2 separate regions of the Muntiacus reevesi genome follow, and region 2 is linked to region 1. Evidence: chromatin contacts called from public Hi-C data. All regions are on one chromosome and are shown on one strand. The core of a region is the stretch at or near the end of the contact, and the rest is flanking DNA. Distances in the headings are between cores, read along the strand shown.

Region 1 (6,678 bases), core at 1,728-4,227:
ATCTGCACTTCTCAAAGGAAATCCTTTTAGCAATATGAATCCAAAAGAGAAAACTTCCACACAGAAAACTGCTACATCTGCTTTGAACAACAATTAATATTAAGTATGTCCCAAGGTAAAAAAAGTTCAGAAAATACTTCAAAATAATCCAAATACCACTTTGGTAACCTGATGTGTGCTAAGTCATGTCTGATTCTTTGTGACCCCACCGACTGCAGCCCGCCAGTCCACGGAATTTTCCATGCAGGAATCCTGGAGTGGGTTGCCATTTCTTTCTCCAGGGGATCTTGCCTACCCAGGGTCTGACCCTGTCTCCTGCGTTTCCTGCATTGGCAGGCTGATTCTTTACCCCTGTGTCACCTGGAAGTAATCTAATAACACCTATACTGTTTAAAGTCTGACAAAGATTATCCTATTCTTAAGAGATTAAAAAAGAAGATGATATGCAGGAAGAGTAATCACTTAGGTAAAAGATTACTGAACAGAATTAAAAGTAGAATTTTAAAAATGTACCACATATATATATTTTATTTAAACCAATTTTAACTTTATTTAAACCAATTAGTAGCCATCTCTTCTCAACTAGGTTGAAAACAAAAATTCTGTTTATCTTTTTTGCAGCCTCCAGAACACATAATTTAAAAATCAACATGGACTTCCCTGGTGGTCCAGTAGTTAAGAAACCATACTTCCAATGCAGGGGATAGGGTTTGGATTTCTGGTTGGGGAACTAAAATCCCACATGTCATGCGGTGTGGCCAAAAGGAAAAAAAAACCTGTAAGACCAACTTTGAATAATTCTGTTTTGTTTCTGTCTAGTTTAGTAGCAACTATACACTGCTGGATAGATATCAGAGCTAATCTGTTTCAATTCTGTGGGTTTTGGGTTGATGTTTTTTCAACTTAAAATATCAGTTATGAATTAAAAAAAAAATCCTTCCTTTGATCATTCAAGAAAGTTTAAGAATACTCACCAAACAAATAAGTCAATTAATGTTCCTTCCCTGGTGGCTCAGCCGGTAAAGCATCTGCCTACAATGTGGGAGACCCGGGTTCAATCCCTGGGTTTGGGAAGATCTCCTGGAGAAGGAAATGGCAACCCACTCCAGTGTTCTTGCCTGGAAAATCCCATGGACGGAGGAACCTGATAGGCTACAGTCCATGCGGTTGCAAAGAGTCAGACATGACTGAGCGACTTCAATTTTCCCAAAAAACGTTTATTTGAAAGTATTCTCAACAGTGGGAAAACATAGAAGCCTCAATTTTTCTAGGTCCTGAAAACCAGTCTGTTTCTTGTCTTGTGTAGTTTAACTGTTGCTACACTACAACCCTGTGGCAATACTTATTACAGTGGCAATACTCTGACTGACCTTTTTCTTTACCCAAAAGACTGCAATTTATCACACCTAGAAATTTTAGCTGTCACATAGGAGACCTGAATATAAAGAGGCATTACTGTGTTACAAGAACTCGACTAATTTTTAAAATATTTTATTGATGTATAGTTCATTACAATCTTGTGCCTAACTTACTTTCAGAGTGAACAACCACCACAGAATGCCTCTGTTCAGAGTCCAAAACTACTCATTTTCAAAACTGGGAAGTTGCCTTAAATTTGTTCAAACAATTATATGATGAATATTAATTAACACAAAATCAAATTCTCTTCTCCCTGGAGACAATAACCCCCAGGCTGGACTTCCTGGTACCTGTCCCTCTCATCTAGTCCTCTACTCTTCACCCTGTGACCTTTTCTAAATTCAAATCTGGTCCTATCTCCCCTCCGATTGGGAACCTTAGACGTTATCCCACGGCTCTTAAACAAGAACAAAACTCCCTAACAAAGCGTATCACGTTCGGACAGTCAAACCCCCAGCTCTTCAGCCTCAGTTCTTCATATTTTAAAAAGCTCCCCGCTGGCACAAGGTTTTCCCACATGATACCGTTTCTGTCTGGAATGTTCTTTCCTTAGTTAAGTCCTGGTAAACCTTCTGCTCTCAGCTCGATCTTCACTGGCTCGGGAAAGCCTTCCCTCATCTCCTTAAAGCAAATTCCGTATTTCCAATTCTCATATCACCGTGACACTCTCTTTCGTAGCAATCACACCTGTTGCAATTTCACACTGACGTGTGTGTCCATCCTAGTTAATGCTTCTGTCTTATGCTCCGATTCAGGCAGGCAGGGGCCATACCAGTTTTTTCACATGGTAGGCGCTCAAATATGTGAAATGAACGACGGAACCAACGGCAAGTGCCTTCCAACGCGTTAAAGGTTAAACTCAAGGCACACTCCCGCACTGAAAAGTGAAAATATGCAAAGTGTTTTTTTTTTTTCTTTAAAGGGAAGGATCTGGTTTCAGTATTGCCAAATCGACATACAAATATAAGGGCGGCTGCGGAGCGCAGAGCGCATCCGTCCAAACTCCGGGAGATGATGGATGGGTCTGAAGAAAACTGCCGGAGAGATACAGGGAGGGAATTTAAATAACTTCGAGTCAGACTTTTAACACAGGCTTGGCAGAAGAGCTTCAGACGTCGACTCCCCTAGCACAGGGTCGGTGAGGTGCCTGCTTCCTCTCCGCCCACAGGGCCCCTTCCGTTCTGCTGGGTCCCTTGCGGCTCCTCCCCTTCTCCAGCCAAAGGATGGAAAATTCATACACAATCCGGTTCAGCATCCGGGTCCTCACCCTCCTTTCTTTCTTCCGTCTCAGCTCCGCCTCCCAGCCTCCCCCACCCACCTCCCCATCCGGGTTCCCCCCCAGCCGCCACCACAGCCACTCACAGTTCGAGGATGATATCACAACTTTCACGCCGCGGGTCCGGGAGTAAGCTGTACCCAGTATCAGCTTCCCACCTTATAGTTCAGAGTAAGGATCCCTCCGATGCCTACATGAATACTTCCCCCTATTTCATCGCAGAACTCTCCGCCCTCCTCGGCCACCGGCGACACCGCATTACTCGGTGCAATAAAATGCGCCATCCCGGTCACACTGCGCAGGCGTCGTTGCCACCTCCCCTCTGCTTTGTTGCTCCGCCCCCTTTCGTTTTCCCCCGCCCGTTTCACGGAGGCGCGGGGCATTGCGGGTCTTGCAGTTCTCTGCGGGGGAGGCCTCGCGCATTGGCCCGAAAGGGTGGACTACATTTCCCGGGGAGCTTTGAGGCGTAACTTTCTGTTTCCATAGAACTGGTGGGAAAATGGCGTCGTTGTTTGTATCGCGGGGACCAATAGGAACAGGGTACAGGCGGGTTCTAAAGAAGCCTAACCAATCCGAGGTCGACTAAGTAGCCATCCGGGAAAGAGGTAGGGGAGGGGGAAAAAAGTCTAGGGGAGGGGAGAAAGGAGGGAAGGGGGGGGACTTGGGGTGGGGGGGGAAGCGATGTTTGCCCGTCAGTCGAGTCCGGAGTGAGGAGCTCGGGCGCCGGAGCGGAGGGAGACTCTTCAGCTTAAGCTTGCCGCTGCCACGGCCACCGCTTGGACTTTTGCTCGGAGGGAGCCGCAGAGCGTCTGACGCCGCCGTCCTCTGGAGGGCAGCGCGACTGGGGGCCCAGACCTCCAGTCCGGGAGAGATTTTTCGTCGTCCCCCCTCCCCCCAGCGAGGGAGCCCGAGCGGCCGCCAAACAAAGGTACCAGTCGCCGCCGCGGGAGGAGGAGGAGCCGGAGCTTCAGCCTCAGCAACCGCTGGACCCGCCGCCCTTCTTCCCCCATCTCTCCCCCGGGCCTGCTGGTTTTGGGGGGGAGCAGGGGAGGGGACTCTGGACGTGCCGGGGTCGGAGCTCGCCTCCGAGGAAGGTAGGGACATTTTCTGAGGCTTTCGCGGTCTCGTAACGGGGTCTTTAAGGGAGTCACTGGGCCCGACCGAGGAGCCGGGGGAAGGTCGCCCTGGTGGTCTCCCCGGGCACCGAAATTCGGGGCCTCGGCCTCCGTGGAGCTCCCCCCGCCCCCCGCAGTTGCCGAGTCCGAGTCGCCCCCCAGCCTGGCGGCCGCACACTCAGCGCTTTAGCGTCCCTCGGCCGCGGTGGGGGGCCCGGGTCGGTGGGGGAGTTCTGTCGCCTCCTGGCCCCTCGGCGCTCTCGCCGTCCCCTCGGATCCCGCTCCCACTTGTCGGGTGTCCGTCTCGGAGCGGGACGTGAGCTGAGGCTCTGCGGCGGGTCGGTGCAGCTCGCGGCCCTCCGGACCTCCCGGCCCGTCCGTCGCCCCTGCTGTGCTCCCCCAGGCCCGGCTCGCGCCCGCTTGGACTTGGGGTGCGCGGCCCTTTCGAGGGGGAGCTGCCGGAACGGCGCGGAGGCCCTCGGGCAGGAGGGCGGCCGGCCCCCAGGCTTGTTGTGAGTTTCTTCTCTGACAGAAATGGCGTCATTGTCGGAGACGGGAAACTCCGTCGGGTCCCGACAATGGGGACGGGAAGCTGTCGAGCTGTGTAGGTGGCAGGGTTTGCGGGGATGGCGGAGCCAGAGGGGACCCTGGATCGGCGTTTGGTGGTTTGGGGGCTGACGCCTCCTTGAGTCCCTTTTCGGCGTGCAGGCTTCGCTGGAGTCCCTCCGCCTCCGCCAGTGCAGAGGGGTGCCCGTGATGTTGACGGGGTGTCTTTTGTTTCTTCTCCAGGTGCAGGTGAATCTGGTATTTTCGGGGAGTTCGCGGCCCCAGGATCATCATGAAGGTAAGATCACCTCCAGAAGACGAGCCTCGGGGGCTAGAGAATCTAGGAAGTGGGGGCTTTGATCGAGTTGGGGTAGGGGGCCCCTCCGAGTTTTCACGAGGAAGGTGTGTGTGGTGGCTTGGGGCCCAAGCTCGTCCCTGGAGACGACGAGGGTCAGCTGGTGTGGTTATCGGTGGGCTTTTCTGTGGAGTCGGAGCCGGTTATAGGATATCTCGCTGAGGATGATTTTTCCCTTGTAGAACCTCTCTTTTTGCGGGGAATGAGAGAAATAGCTGCGTGAATTTAAGTGTTTTAAAAAGCAGGTCAAGTAATCTGACTCTAGGAACTGAACTGTATTGTGGTTCTATCGGTTACACTGATGAAAGAGCATCTCATTTATTGTGTGAACAGTATTGTGAATTTTTAACAGAAGACCTCCTTGCTTTGGGAAGTCAAATATCTTAATTGAAAGATTTTTTGAAGAGAATGTTGGTGATCTTTACATAATTCAGAGATAGCAGTTTTTCCTTGTATTTCCGGGGATTTAGGATTATATGGTGTGTTTTCCTCTGCTGATCCATTAGGTCTATAAATTATCAGATGCTGTATTGCATTGTGATAAAACCCATGGCCAGGTTCTTTTTAAATGTAAACATGTTAACTGAATGGAGGATATTGTCTAAAAGAGTACAGTTTGCTTAAATGGTTGAAGAAATTATAGTCATAAACTTAGTACAGATTGTTTTTTCACTTTAGAGAATATGTGATTGAATGCTGTCATATTTTTTAACGCACTTTAGGATGAAAAGCCTTAGATATCTGAAATGTTCAGATTCAACTGGTGGAACTTAGAGACTTGCAGGTATTTTTCATCCATTACAAATTCAGAAGAGCTTGAAAAGAGTAGAGGGTTTTCACAAGGATAGACATGCAACAGTTAGTATGTTAAAATGTAAATGACATCTACTTTTGACAGTCCTTTGAATTATGTTTTTAAAATTTTAATTCTCTTCAGAATCAGGACCACTTTTATAGTATTGCATCCAAATTAAGATTTGCAGTACTTGTTCATGGTAGAAAGTGAAAGCCATGACTACTTAAATATTTATCAGTTATACAAAGTAGTTAAATTCAGTCCAGTTATTTTTTTTTAGGTTTTTTTTTCTTTTTGAGTTTGAGGTACTATAAACTCCTACATGAAATAGTTTAAATCTGCTGAATTACTATTTCACCTTCATGTAAATAAAAAAACAATCAGTGATGTTTCAGAAATGAATCCCTTTTGTTAATCACAGATGCTAGCTCGGTCACCTTCTGTCTGACCTGTGTGAAACAGTGACAAATTTTTTAGAAAAAATTATATTTTTGGCATTGGACAGCAATTTCTATAGAAAAGTGTTGGGTTGAATGATTTAAGTTTATAGAGTGAATAATACAGGAGTTAGTTTGGAATAAATGTTGTAATTTGTCAAAGTTTCCAGTGGAGTGCCTGGCACATCTAGGGTACTATGTTAATTTTTGGTTAAAGGAAATGTAGTAAGTTGAAGGTCTTTTAGATTTTCTTTTTCTCTCTTCCTTTCATTTTCTTTTTTTTTTTAACCTGTTTAAAAAAATGAAAGTACGTTGGAAACTTCAGCTTGAAAGTTTCATAGTATTAGGCAAATGCAATTTTTTGGTGTTATTTTAGAACTACTCATTTTAAAGATTCAGCATTTCCATTATTACTGCCTATAAAAAAAGTAATATTAAAAGGAAAGAATTGTTAAAATAATCTTCTAATTTTATACAAGAAGAACTGTTTTTATCAGTACAGTAAGTCCTGTCTTTGGGACTCTACTAGTAATCATAAGTTCTAAAATCTTAGCGTATTTCTTTCAACTTAAAAAGTTGAGAGGCTGCCCATGATTGGTATTTGCTTTAACAAAATTGTAATTCAGAAAGTATGTGGTATTGATTATATTAGACTTTAGATTTTCTCTTTTGTGTGTTCCCAGTCTCTATATTGTAATGACAGCTAAGCCATGGAAGGACTTAGGCCAATTATC
Region 2 (6,936 bases), core at 3,985-6,484, 160 kb after region 1:
TATATGTGAAAGATGGACACTTTCTCAGTTATTCATGTTGTAATACTACCTTTGAAGCAACTATTTTCAGATGCAGCAGTTCAGTCTTCATGTAATACTGCTGATGGTATGAGAGATGATTTTAAGTGGAGGGTGAACATTTAGAATTTTAGTGGTTATGTATTATTCTACCATAGGTCGCAAATATACAATACCTGTCATTTTAAAGAATTACTTGGGATGAGACTAAATTTAAAAGTGAGTAAATTTAAAGAAAAATGAAACAACCATAATACTTATTGTACCTAGACAAAGTATCTAAATAAAAGTGGGAATACTGATTGATCTGAGGTCAAATGATAATCCCTAAGAAGTAAAGTTTTGAGGGCTGGTATATGATAGCTAGTCATTTTTCTTCCTTCCTTTTGCACTTACAATAAGTGGAGTTCTAGGTTTTAATTTCATTTCATCAACCTAATAACTAAACAGGAATTTTATATCAAATGTAGGTCTAATTTCTTAATTGGTGATTAGATTGGTTATTGCAGTCCTTGGTAAATTTGCTCTAAGGCAGATTTTTACTTTCTAATTTTTTTTTTTAAGTTTGTTTATTTTTGGCTGCACTGAGTCTTTGCCTTTTCTTTGGCTGCAGCAAGCAGGTTGTGGTGCGCAGGCTAAAGGACGCATGGACTCAGTGATTGTGGCGCATGAGATTAGCTGCCCCACAACACGTGGGATCATCCTGGAGCAGGGATCAAACCTGTGTCCCCTGCATTGGCAGGCGGATTCTTAACTACTGGACAGTCCCACTTCTATTTTTAATTTGAAAAATATTCTCCCAGGAAAACTTGTGATATTTAATGTCACCCAATAGAATGAAACGATTTTTAAAAAATCATATTTAGGGACTCCCCAAAGACTGTTGAACTTCCTTGGTGGCAAGGTAAAGAATCTGCCTGCAGTGGGGAGACCTGGTTTTGATCTGTGGGTGGGGAAGATCCCCTGGAGAAGGGAATGGCTACCCATTCTGGTATTCTTGCCTGGAGAATCCCATGGACAGAGAAGCCTGGTGGGCTACAGTCCATGAGATTGCAGAGTCAGACATGACTGAGCGACTAACACTTTCACTTTTCATTTTCTGAACTGGAAGCCATCTGATGTGAAGAGCTGACTCATTGGAAAAGACTCAAATACTGGGAAAGATAGAAGGCGAGAGGAGAAGGGGGTGGCAGAGGATGAGATAGTTAGCATCACTGACTCAGTGGACATGAATCTGAGCAAACTCTGGGAGACAGTGGAGGACAGAGGAGCCTGGTGTGCTGCAGCCGGGGTCGGAAAGAGTCAGACTTTACTTTAGTGACTAAAAACAACAACAACAAAAAAAAAACCCAGTGGCCCAGGGGTTAAGACCACTTTCCAATGTTGGGGGCGCAGGTTTTGACCCCTGGTCAGGGAACCAGGATCCTACATGCCACACAGTGTGACCAAAAAATAAGTTTAAAAAAATCATAGAAACAATTTCCTGGAAAAGTATGGTACTGAAGTCACAAAGTGTAAAGTTCAAGCAGGGGAAAGAATAGCATTGCATTCCGTTGAGATTTACCCTTATGACATATAGCTGGAGCCCCTGCTCACAAGACTTACCAAGCTGAAGCTGTGTCCTGGAGGGAGGAGTGGGAGTGAACCCGGGAGCTGATCTGAGGCAGGCTCATCTGTGATACATGCAACTGATTACTTATAAGTGGGTAAGGGAATTGGAGGACAGTGAGTTATTACTCATTATTTTGAAAATTTTGTCTTTCAGGCATTGCACAAGGAAAACCTAAATAGGTCTTTAAAATGTAGCTCTGTGGAAAGCTGAAAGTTCCATTTTCAGATATCCAAAGACTGGATATTTTATGCTTAGGATCTTCTGTGGCACTTTGAACCTTGTTTTTCAATGTTTATTTATTTGATTGTGCCAGGCCTTAGTTGTGGCTTGTGGGATCTAGTTTCCTGACTAGGGATTGAACCTGGGCCCCCTGCATTGGGAGTGCAGTCTTAGCCACTGGACCATTAGGGAAGTTCGTTTGTTTTTCATAAGTATGGTTCAGTTAATATTTATCCCTTGATAGCTCTTGAACATTTCTGCATATATTTTCAGTTAAATATCTATAAAGATGCCTTATCTGTAGATTACATATACTTACCTCTTTAATTACACTGTATTTTCTTTAAAGTATATATTTTATTGTATATTATATATGCTTTTTAGTGTATATAAATTTATGTAATTTTAGTGTCCTTAACATAGAGTGTTGGTCTTTAGGTTTTCATGTAAGGAGCCCTGGACTAGGGTGTAGGGACATCTGATCCTTGATCCAGTTCTCTGGCTGTATGTACATGACCTTGGACAAACCTCAACCTCTTTATCTAAATATCTTGACTGAGAAAATAAGGGGCTTGGACTAGATCAGTGGTTTCCCACTTTTTTGACTATGATCTGTGATAGTCTTTACTTTTTCATTGTGATCAGCACAGACATAGGTATGTTTATCTGACACACAAGTTTCACATGACAGTACCAGTCCTTGCCACCCATGGTGCCCTCTGATACTTTTCATTCTGTTCACAGCACTGGTGATGATCCACTAAGGTCAACCCACAACCCATCAAAGATACCACTTACAAGCAACATGCCTTAGGGATTTACAGTCTGTTTCTGTTTGAGGATTCTATGCTTATAGATGTTTTACAAGTGAAGAAAAAAAGTATGAAAAACTCTAGTGGTTGAGAGATTCAGAGGCACAGGAGTTGCACTAACTGATCTTTGTATCAACAGGTTGCCTGGTTTATCTTATCTCATAGCAATGACCTTCCATTTACATGGCATTCTGTGATGCACCCACAGGGATACCAGAACAGCATCGTCCTTCCTTAGTGCCCTAAGGTAATGGACAAATCTCAGATTGCCCCAAGTCAAGTTCTAGACCTCAGGTCATCTGTGTGGCCTTACAAGTCTTTCTGTTCCACCTGTGACTCAGGACATACCTCTATCAACTGATAGAGGTGTACTGTTAAGGCTAGGAAGAATCTGTGTGTGTGCATGATATAAGGAAAAGATTTTTTTCTGTTGTGTGCAATCCCCTGATAGCAGTCATTTGCTTTGGTGTGATACATATGCACCTTCACATCTCACCCCAGTCCAGGCAGTGTATGTGTACCTTTGATCAAATTTCCAGTCTTACAGGATCTCAGGTTCCCAGGTGGCACAAGTGGTAAAGAAACTGCCTGCCAATGCAGGAGGCATAAGAGACTCAGGTTCGATCCCTGGGTTGGGAAGATCCCCTGGAGGGAGGGCATGGCAACTCAGTCCAGTACTCTTTCTTTGCCTGGAGAATCCCACAGACAGAGGAGCCTGGAAGGTTCACATGGTCACAGAGAGTCGGACATGACCGAAGTGGCTTAGCAGGCACAGGTTCATTATCACTCAAGCAAAAGGGCTTTCCCAAGCCCTTGGACCAGGTTAGGAATGTCAGCTAAATGTCTCCATAAGTGCCCTGCAATAACTTGACACCATCCACCCTAGAGGTGACCCAGACTTCATGCTATGGGGAAAGTCCCCTACAAGATGGTTGTATGAGAATACACCGGCCACAAATACGGGGGAGATGTGTCTCCACGCCACAGCCAGTAATTTGGAGGTTCCTGCTACCTCTCAGGTTCACCATAAGGAATCACAGAACTCAAGAACATGTTATACTTATGATTACAGTTTTTATTACAGCAAAAGGATATAAATAAAATGCAGCCAGGGAATTCCCTGGTAGTCCAGTGGTTAGGACTCAGCACCTCCACTGCTGAAGTCCTGGGTTCAACCTTTGGTCAGGGAACTAAGATTTCACAAGCCTTGCTGTGCAGCCAAAAAAGAAAAAAACCAAAACGGGCCAAAGGGAAAGAGGAGAGGTGTGCACAAGGGAAAGGTATGGGAGAGTCCCAAATTCAAAGCTTCTGTTGTTCCCTCCCTGAACACCTCCCAGAAGACAGAACACCTCACCCTCCAGGTACATGGCACGTTGATTACTAAGTAGACAGAGTACTGCCAACCTTGGAAGTGCACATGCTTCCATGTCCAGAGCCTTCATTTGGGCTTCCCTATGTAGGTCATGGGGTCGCAAAGAGTCGGACAGGACTGAGCGACTGAACTGAACTGAATGTAGGTCATGATGGAGAAGGAAATGGCAATACACTCCAGTACTCTTGCCTGGAAAATCCCATTGACGGAGGATCCTGGTAGGCTGCAGTCCATGGGGTGGCGAAGAGTCGGACACGACTGAGCGACTTCACTTTCACTTTTCACTTTCATGCTTTGGAGAAGGAAATGGCAACCCGCTCCAGTATTCTTGCCTGGAGAATCCCAGGGACGGAGGAGCCTGGTGGGCTGCCGTCTATGGGGTCGCACAGAGTCGGTGACGACTGAAGCGACGTAGCAGCAGCAGCAGCAGCATGTAGGTCATGAAGCTGAACTCCATGAAGTTGTTCTCCAGCCTCCTTCCCCTCTTTCCCCCAGAAATAGGGCTGATACTACCCAGATCAAAGTCCCAACCCTCTAATCACAATCCTGGTCTTTCAGGGTAGCCCCATCATGAACCATCTCCTTAGCATAAAGTGTCAGAACACTACAGTCTATAATAAACATTCCTATTACCCCAAAGGTTTCAGAGGATCCCGTCTATGTCTTTTCAAATTTAAACTACACACATAAAGTCTTCAGTGGGCATGACAACTTGACAACTCAACTTTTTTTTTTTCTTCATTGTGTCTCTTACCCGTTATCCTTTTCCAGGGATCGCTCCATTTAATTTTCTTTCATTCTTGAGCCTATACCATAACAATCTTTTGAAATCGAATCACTAGATTATGGTCCTTGCTGCAAAACAGATTGTGACTGAGCTTGAAAACCAAATGAAACTGAATTCAAACAAGAGTTACAGGGTGCCTGAATAACATAAAAAGATGAAGCATTTGCTTCCATCTTTGACACAAGCAAGGAAGTCAGCTACACACAATTTGGAGTGTGCGCACGACGGCCACGTGCCGCCCTCATTACGTCAAGCTCAAAGGCTCCTAAGGACGTGCGCGACCTCGCGCAAAATCTCGACTCCGACGCGAACAGGGGAGCTGAAGCACCTGTGCAGGCGCAGAGGCGGCGCGGGGGCCTCCGCTCAGGCACTGCTGCGGACATCCCCGGGGGCTTCGGCGCAGGGGCCGGAAGTGACGCATGTTCCGCCTTTCCGCGTCCCTCGCGGCGGGCGTCGGGGCCCAGCCGCGCACTCGGATCCGAGGTTTCGCGGTCAACGGCTTATTTGCGGGCCCCGCCGCAGCCGACCCGGCTCTTCTGTGGAGAGACGATGGTGGGCCGGAACAGCGCCATCGCCGCCGGCGTGTGCGGGGCCCTTTTCATCGGTTACTGCATTTATTTCGACCGCAAGAGACGAAGTGACCCCAACTTCAAGAACAGGCTGCGAGAACGTGAGTGGGTCTCCGGTTCCCTGGGCCTCCCTCCCCCCCGCCTCCCGCGGCGCCCTTGTCCCCTGCTTCCCGCCGGCAGACCCGCCGCGTGCTGGGCGGCCGCGTGGTGCTGCAGGGTCTAGGGCCCTGAGCGCACACGCCCGAGGAAGGTGATGGCGCCGCTCCCAGGGTTGCTCCCGGCCCGTGTGCCAGCGAACGAGTCCCTCCATTTTGGAGGAACGGTTTTTCCCATTTTGTTTTCCCTAAACATGTACCGTGTAAGTGCAGATTCGTTTGTATTATAATTTAGGGGGTTGTGGCTCTTTTTTGCTGTTTATCTGTTTTCACCTCATCCGAACTCGAAAGTCGGGGGCTGTTTTTTTGGGGGTTTTGTTGTGGGTTTTTTTTTTTTTTTTTTTTTTTACGAATTTGTGCTTAGACTGAACCTGCAAATCCAACTCAGTATCATTCTCAAACGATGAGGTTGCATGCATTCTTAAACCCTCTTGGTAGCTCCACTGTAAAGGCTTCCAAGATATGAGTGAATGCTATAGAAATCGCAGGGGCGTCCAAAAGGCTGCTCGTTTCCTGTGGCTCAGTCTTATTTCATACCTGCGACATCTTTTAAAAGAGATTTACAAGAAGGAAATCGTGTCGCCGAAACCTTCCGTGATCTTTGAATTTCGGAGGTATTATGCTCGTTCGCAGCAACGGAAGAGAAAATTTGTTGCATTAAGAAATAATTTTGTAATCTACCTGGGTTGCTCAGTCAGAATAGTTCCTGAAACTAGAATGTATAGGTCAATTACTAAAGCCCAGAAAAATACAAAGAAATGATTAGAATTTCACGTGTCGTTGGGTCACACGTGGCTAGGACTACCTTACTGGAAACTGCCGCTCTTACACCATCTGCAATATGATATCTGATTCTGGCTCTCTTGTGTCTCAGGAAGAAAGGATATAGAGGTGATTTTTTAATTTATGGTTAGGTAGACTAATGGAAATAATGCTGCTTTGGATTCAGACACTGAGTTTCCTGACCCAAGTTAGTCACAGATTAACAGTATGATCTTGGGTTTTCTGAGTCTTAATTTTCTTAGCTTGCAAAATCAGGTATTGCCTCTTGTTGGTTTTGTGAAGATTAAAATGTTTGATGTGCTCGCCACCATTCTTGACATGGAGACGATCCTATAAACTGCTGTAAATGTAATTATTGGAATTTTTATCATTTTCTGTAGCTTCCAAGAAATAGTTGGGCAGTGGTGGTGTGGTAGTAGATCTCTGTAAAGAATGGATTAACCCTTCCTTTGGAATTGTTGGCATCCTGTTATTGAAAACCTTGAGAAAATTAATTTTTGGTTGAAGAAATAATAAAAGGTGTCATTTTGAACAAATTGAGAAATCTGTTATTTTTACGTGTTTTTTTTTAATCATCCATGAATTTCTAGTTTCAGTAGTAGCCTAATA

Evidence for each region. Hi-C and Micro-C count contacts between places; a contact is called where the count stands out from the background.
Region 2: a contact with region 1 is called in a Hi-C map of blood, with 1.8 times the contacts expected there. The contact joins the promoter of TOMM20 here to the promoter of GGPS1 in region 1. A contact is called at or near these places in 2 of 3 Hi-C or Micro-C datasets (blood and muscle).

The regions. Positions count from the first base shown.
Region 1 is chr2:85,990,565-85,997,242 of mMunRee1.1, forward strand. It overlaps GGPS1 (geranylgeranyl diphosphate synthase 1), which reads right to left and starts at 2,978. Exons shown (of 4, transcript XM_065922270.1): 1 at 2,782-2,978. ARID4B (AT-rich interaction domain 4B) reads left to right here and starts at 3,385. Exons shown (of 23, transcript XM_065922285.1): 1 at 3,385-3,789; 2 at 4,600-4,654. The coding sequence starts at 4,649.
Region 2 is chr2:86,150,607-86,157,542 of mMunRee1.1, forward strand. TOMM20 (translocase of outer mitochondrial membrane 20) reads left to right here and starts at 5,235. Exons shown (of 5, transcript XM_065922287.1): 1 at 5,235-5,490. The coding sequence starts at 5,370. LOC136162253 (small nucleolar RNA SNORA14) reads left to right here and starts at 5,958; the gene lies at 5,958-6,092.